Regions from separate parts of the Pan troglodytes genome. Here region 1 is linked to region 2. The links are chromatin contacts, called in public Hi-C maps. All regions are on one chromosome and are shown on one strand. The core of a region is the stretch at or near the end of the contact, and the rest is flanking DNA. Distances in the headings are between cores, read along the strand shown. Region 1 has its middle 340 kb from the start of CWC27. Region 2 holds the start of ADAMTS6 (ADAM metallopeptidase with thrombospondin type 1 motif 6).

Region 1 (3,443 bases), core at 339-2,838, 390 kb after region 2:
TTAATCTCTCCCCCTAAGTCACTCCCTCTGGCCCCTTAAGCATCCTAATTGCTCTTCTCTGAAAGGCAGCCAGCTCATTATGTGCATCTTCCTTGGGAGGCAATGAGGAACATAGTATTCCCCGTGTGGTCTCACTAGACTCATATATTACCTCCCAGTTGCATCCCACGACTGGACATGTGGAGCCGCGCCCCTTCTGCTCCCCGCTCCCTACAGTGCGCCCTGGCCTCAGTAAATCCCTTATCTCAACAGGTTATCTCCCATTTCCAGGTGGCCTGTTCCAAAGCTTGGAACCTGTGTTCACCACATGTTCAACCCCCAGCTCCCGTCTCAGGAGGTCTCTTACTGGGGAAGGTGGCCCGGAACCAGGACGAGTATCTGTGGAAAATTGCAGCTAAGCTTGCGTAAGTAAACCTTGGAAGAGGAGAGGCTGCGGAGTGCCCAGAATTAAGAGATGCCGCGTCCTGCCATGAGCTCCCCGGCCTGCCCGGCTGTGACAGTATTCAAGAAGGTGCAACTTGGAGGCTTCGCCTCTGTTTCCAATTATCCCTTTTATCTCTGCTCTAGCCCCTCTCCTTACCTAAGTGTTTTCATAGCTCTCAGTCATTACTGTTTAGCTTTGTGAGGATAAACGTGAAACCAAACAAATTATACATATCCTGTCTCAAGATGTGTTATCACCCTCTGACTAGAAACCCCCAGAAGCCTGCGGCTTTTGAAAGCTCTAGGTTTTTTTTTAAGCTTTGAAAAAAAAATGGTGGCAGAGGTTAAACTGCCTTTGAGAAAGCCAAATGTTTGGATTTCAGTGAAGGTTGACATGGAAACCCACCTGAGGCTTCCTCGAGTGTCTCGGGAGGAAATAAAACCCGAGCTGGATGCTCCTGCTGCTGGGGGAGGAACAGCTCCCAGGGCGGCCAGGTGGGGGCGGCGGGGCCTGAGGAAGCTGCCCGGGGCCGCACAAAAGGGAAATCGAGGAGAGGAAGCCAAAAGCCAGAAAGGGCACGACGGGGGCGTGGGTGCGGGTGTCCGGGGAGACCTCGGCCGTCCCAGAACTTTCCAGGGCCCGGGGACCTGCGCCGCCCCGACTGGAAAGTTGGTGTTTTTACTCGAAGCCCTTTCTGTGGGCAGTTTAATAACAAACAGCGGCCGCGGCAATGGCGTCCGCGCCGGCAGCGTCGGGGCGCCCGGAGGCGGGGCGCGGCGGGGCGGGACTCTCCTCCCGCTCGGGCCCGGGGCGACCGGCGCACCCCACAGTCGCTCCCGGCGGCCGCCGAGGCGAGGGGCGGCAGAGAAAGGTCGGGAGCACTGAAGCACCGGGGTTGCCGGAGGCGAGGGCACCCAAGTTTATGCAGCTTGGGGTGGACGCTCGACTGCTGAGCTGCAAATACACAGAAAGCTTTGCCCACCGCTCGCCCCGTAGGTTCATCGCTTTATTCCCATCTACACCCAGGCACAGGAGAACTAAAGTGAAGAGAGTTATCTTATGTTGGTTTCTTGGGGAGGAGGCGTGTGGAGGGGAGAGAGCCCTCCGGGAGAGACGAGGGAGAAAGGCAGAGGGAACCCATAGGGAGAGGAAGCAGGACGCCAGTGCTGCTTCCTAACACCTCTCTTTGTCTCCATTCAACACGGATTCCTCCCCATGGTGGGCCAGCCTTAGAGAACCCATTCGTCTTTGCCCCCAAGGCCACCACAGACTCTGTGTTTCTACCCTGAGTACTCGAGGATGCCCTAGAAAAGAAATCTTGAGGACCTCTCTCTTTGAGACTTTGAGGGCCTCCACCTTCCAGCCACTGTTTCGTCCAAGTCTGGGTTATCCATTCAGTAAAGGGTTGCCAGATGAAATACAGCACACTGAGTTCCTTGTGAATATCAGATAGACAACGACAAATTTTGAGCATAAGTATGACCCACACAAAAATTCGTGTGCGTTTGTTTGTTTTGTTAACTCTAGCAATCCTAATTCAGTACGTATTTCTGATTCTTCTTCAATTGCCGTCCAGACAGCAACCCTCTGAGACAGGAAGGGAGCGTGCTCTCACCAGGCACCATTTCCTGCCTCTCCCTCGGTCCCCTCTAAAATTGGTACACCTCAGGTGTTTTCTAGGGAAGTCCCACCGTAAGTGGAGAAAGAATAAAGATGGGAGTAGAGATCAGGGGTGAAGTAGTTTAAGGTCACCTAACCAAAAATTGGAAATTTCAAACGCAAGAGCTGAATTCTCCTTTATTGGAGGAATTAACAAGATGTGCTGTGAACATAAGAGTTAAATAGTAGTCGCCTTTTGTAAGCAACTCTAACAGAGGTTTACATTTGGGATTAATAGTAAACTCCCCAGGCCTTACTGACAGAAGAATGTAGTTGCCCAAATAAACAATGTTTTGATCGGGACTCGAGACCAACCCTCCGAGCACTCAGCCTCTTCCTAGCAGGAGCATTTCCCAACTCTGAAGTAATTTGTAATGTGCTGGGAAAACATTTTCAAAAAATGGATATCTAAGATACCATAAAAGGGAAAACAGTTCTCGCTTTTGAAGTAAGAAATACCATTTGCAGTAAAATTTCTTCCGTTTGCATTTCTGAATTATGTCTTGATAAAGCTAGGCTTACAGTGCCTGAGTGCTGCCTCCGACCTAGTAAGGAAGAGTCTAATGGAACAGTGTGGGTCTGGGGTTTACTGTCCTCTAAATATTATACTGTCTTCTTGGTACATAAAAGTAAGAATACCTCCCAATGATGGGATTACTGTAACTGGCCTTTACTTCCCACTGTAGGCTTCCTGGAACTGGCCTTTCAGACTGGAAGACCCCTCAGCACAATTCTGTCACACTGTCTCTCAGCGGCCACTGTTCCTTCAGGGGTAGAAAAAGTTAACATTTCCCAATAGCACTTTGACTAGAAACATGAATGTGCTGAGAAGCACAGAAAACATATTGTTTTACTGGGAGGTCTCAAATGGCTCCGGGAGGACTCCCTTGAAAAGGCCCTGGCTCTAGGTCAAACTCCAAAAGTGCTGCTCACTCTGCCCCCTGGTGCAAGTCGGTGTGCGGCTCACCCAGAAAGGAATTCTTCCCCCTTTCCAGGTGGTGTTGTGGACAGCTTTGGAGGACCCTGCTTCCCAGGGGACCAGTGACTGTTTCTCTATGTGTCATGAGCTGAAGGCCTGAGGATCTGAAGATTTGGATTCTCCTCCAGTTCACTCCTTCAACAAGTATTTGTTGATTATCTCCTGTGTCCATATCACTCTTCACCAGGCTATCAAGGGAGGCAGGCTTGTGGGTGAAGGGTGAATTCCGAGTCATCGTGGGGAGTGATGAGGATGGGGAAGGGCAAGGAGAGAGGATGGGCACACAGGAGCTGAGCAGCAGTAAAGCTGCTGTATGCCCATGTCTAGCGCTGTGGCTGGCACAAAGCAGATGCTCAGGAAATGAAGCATTCTACTGCAAAT
Region 2 (3,312 bases), core at 409-2,908:
TATGTACACACATATATACACATACAAATACACACACATACATACATACATATGAATCATCTTTATTTAAAACTCAATGCCCACTATTGAACAGATGTCTACATTTTAAATGGCTTTTAGCCAGATACTACTGATTAAGGTCAGGATGAGGACTATTGACTCTGTGGACAGATGCTTTCCACTTTAAACCCTTGAAGAAGAATTGAAATAACTGTATTCTTGGACGTTCTCAGTCTGATTCATGCCTCCTTTTAGCCAACTATTCATAGATTCACCAGAAGAATTACACCTACTACCTCCGGCGTAGGAAGAAAAAAAAAAATCAAATGGGCAATAATGTTAGCAGAAGCTTGAAATTTAAGAGCCGGTATTCAGAAAGATCATCCTTCCTACCCCCTTCCCTCCGGTCCAGTTCTTTCTGGTTCTCACCATCGGAAATCGACTTGGCATTAACTAAGGGCTGGAATTTCAAGGCGTCAATTTTCCCCTGCCCCCAACCTCGGAAACTCTTAAACAGCTCCCTATTCTACATTCAATGGTAGAGACAGATAAATGATGCAGCAGATTACACCGTTGAAAGGCAACATTTGTCCTGAGCTATTTTCACATTTTTTCCTGTTTCCGATGTATGTGCCAGACTTTGTTTGCTTGCTTAGGACATGGAAAACACTGGGCATTTTCTCCCCAGCGGCTTTCATTCTCAGCAAATGAAAGTGAAAGTGCTACATTGTAGCGGTATTTTATCCTTAAAGTCTGGACTGGCAGCTGGTGGGTAGGGGGGAGGGAGGGTGGGATTGGGAAGGTTGAAGAACCAGTTTTGAGGTTTTGTTTGTTTATCTTGAGATCGCAGCAGGGTTCCTGTTTTTTTCCCTTCCTTTTTTTTTTTGGTGGTGGGGTCCTACTTCGGATTTATTTTCATTTGGGCAGTCATTGAAGTTTCATTCAATGGACTGACTTAAAAAAATACACTCCACTTGTGGCTTTTCCCGGTTGCACTTTAAAACACCATCCAGTCTCACCCTCATCTGGAAATAATGCAAGCTTCTCTCTTCCTTCCCCCGCTCCCTCCTCCCCTACTTTTTTTTTTTTTTTCTTCTTCTTCTTTTAAAGCTCCACATAACCTGAAGTCGATAATCAGATGGAAAATGTGCTGGTATTAGTTTACTTTAGTTTACTTTCCCTTTTGGTGCTAACCTTACTTGCTGAAGTATGTATAAAACACAGGCATTTTGTACACTTGTAGCTACTGAGTCTTGTGCCTGCTGCACGAATCTAAGCTTTAAGTTTCCTCAGAGGCACTGTTTACGTGCAAGTTTTAACATTTTGATTGTGTGGATTTTAAAAATAAAATTACACGGAGAATGACACCAGAGATCTTAACAGTGACATTAGTCCATCTAAAGTCATTCATCCTTCTCCCTCCCCCTTCATTTTTCTAAGAAACAACTAATAGCAAACCAGGCTAGAATTTCTAAGAGAGTTTAGAGGAGGAGGAGGAAAAGAGGCGGAATGAGATAGGACAGAGAGGTTAGAGAGGCCAGAATTTCTCTCATTCACAGTGTGGAAAAGTTGACATTGTCTAAGCCCTTCTGAATGGCTGGTAGTTGGTTACCCCGATTGTACCTCTACCTCCCCTCCCCCTCCACGTGACGACCCAGGACACATGCGCACCCGACGCAGCCCAGGCACATCTGCAGACTGACGTCAGTGTGCTCTGCCTCCGAGGAAAAGCTGCCAAAATTTTCTCCTGCTGCAATTCAAGTTGGCTGGGGGCCGGTAGTGAGATCTAGGGCTACTTCAACAAAACTTTGCTGCCCTTCCTGCTCCTCTTGTCTTCTTTTCTCCTGATACCTTTTGATGCTCTGCACATGTTATTTGCATAGCAAAGGCACTAAGCTTTCCAGGAAGAGAGGGCACCACTTCCACCCCCAATAAGTCTTTTTTCCCGTCTTTTCTTTCTTTTCCTTTCCTTTTTTGGGGGGTGGGGAGGGAGAGAAAGGGGGTTTGCAAAGGCAGCATCTCAGAGTGATAGCCTAGATGTATTGAAGGCATCTCTTATTCTGCCAAATCGGAAAGTCAGTTCTCTAAAGCCCGGGTTAGCCAGACCATAGGGTTTTATTCTGGCTGCAGAATAACTGGCTGGTGTGGCTTTGCAAAGGGGGGCAAAAAATAAAAAAATTAAAAAAATTAAAAAAAGTTAGAGAGGAGAGGGAGTACGTGAGTCGTCCAGTGCAATCTCTATTGTCTGAAACTTACTTTTTATCAGAATTTGAAGATGAAAACGGTAAGGAAGACTTAACAATATTCAATGGAGCTTTTTTTTTTTAAACCAACAACTTGTGCTTTGCTTGTCTTCCGAATAACGCTTAGAAAACTTTTTTTCTGTGTGTGTGTTTTTTTGTTTTTTTTTTTTAATGGCAATGAGTGAGCTTGACTGAACTCATTTTACAAATAGATATCTTTTTAACTCCAGACTTGTCGGGGGTTGTAGAATTCTGGGACTTGCAGTTATTTTATGATGCAAAAAAATACGTTTATTTTATGAATATACAATACATGTTTTGTGAAGTGGACTTGATTATGATTATTGTAATCTTTTAACTGATCACCAAATAGTAATCCGGAAGGTAATAATGATGTGTGTGTTTTAAATTGATTTCCAGTTTTCTTAAAGAAAAGTCTTATGCATTTTGTAGTTTCATGTCAGTGTCGTTAAGTCTTCAGACAAGTGCATATTTTATGCCTGGGCTCAGAGGGTAGCATTAATGTGCTAGCTGTAGCCCCGATGCTCTAGGACATGTTAAGCTCTTAATAGGCTAATCAAAGAGATGGAAACGTGTGTTTTTGATTTACTTTTGGCCACTTGGGACGTGCTAGACTCATAACCCTCCGGAGCCTTGTTTATCGGGGTATGTCTGTATATATGGTGTATGGGACCAAAGTTCAGGGATTGAGGAGGGAGAGTGAGAGTGCAGGAATGGGGTATTGGGAAGCCTCTTTCTGATAATATGTGCTACAATTCCTGTCTTTGATGCTTTCTTTCCCTGTACTAGAGGAAAAGTGAGCGAGAGATTGAGAAAGCGCACTGAGAGGGAACAAGAGAGTGAGTTTCTTACTCTTGTTTTTATTTGAGCTGCCGGTGCAACGCGTTTGGGCCAGATGCCAACTGTCTGGGTCACACGCGTTTTATCCAAATAGATTTAGCGCTGCTGTCTGGAAATGGGCTGCTGAATGTTAACTTTAGGATCAACTCAACCAGGGCAGCTCAGACTGTTACCCTCTGTCTGGGCGAAGTGGAATGGTGGGGGCGGG

Evidence for each region. A called contact is a pair of places that touch in the nucleus more often than the background predicts.
Region 1: a Hi-C map of induced pluripotent stem cells shows a contact between it and region 2, with 2.2 times the contacts expected there. The contact joins the enhancer-like site here to the promoter of ADAMTS6 in region 2. A contact is called at or near these places in 3 of 7 Hi-C or Micro-C datasets (blood, induced pluripotent stem cells and stem cell-derived neural progenitor cells) and 1 of 1 datasets of contacts at active chromatin or transcription factors (stem cell-derived excitatory neurons).

The regions. Positions count from the first base shown.
Region 1 is chr4:49,535,998-49,539,440 of NHGRI_mPanTro3-v2.0_pri, forward strand. No RefSeq gene overlaps it. Among named protein-coding and RNA genes, the nearest start is that of CWC27, 340 kb to the right of the region's middle. Within about 2 kb of position 1,589, at least 13 of the 24 cell types and tissues checked have an H3K27ac peak or open chromatin away from gene starts, as enhancers often do. A contact at or near this core is called in induced pluripotent stem cells, stem cell-derived excitatory neurons and stem cell-derived neural progenitor cells, where this site is marked.
Region 2 is chr4:49,150,430-49,153,741 of NHGRI_mPanTro3-v2.0_pri, forward strand. ADAMTS6 (ADAM metallopeptidase with thrombospondin type 1 motif 6) reads left to right here and starts at 1,659. Exons shown (of 26, transcript XR_010157222.1): 1 at 1,659-2,284.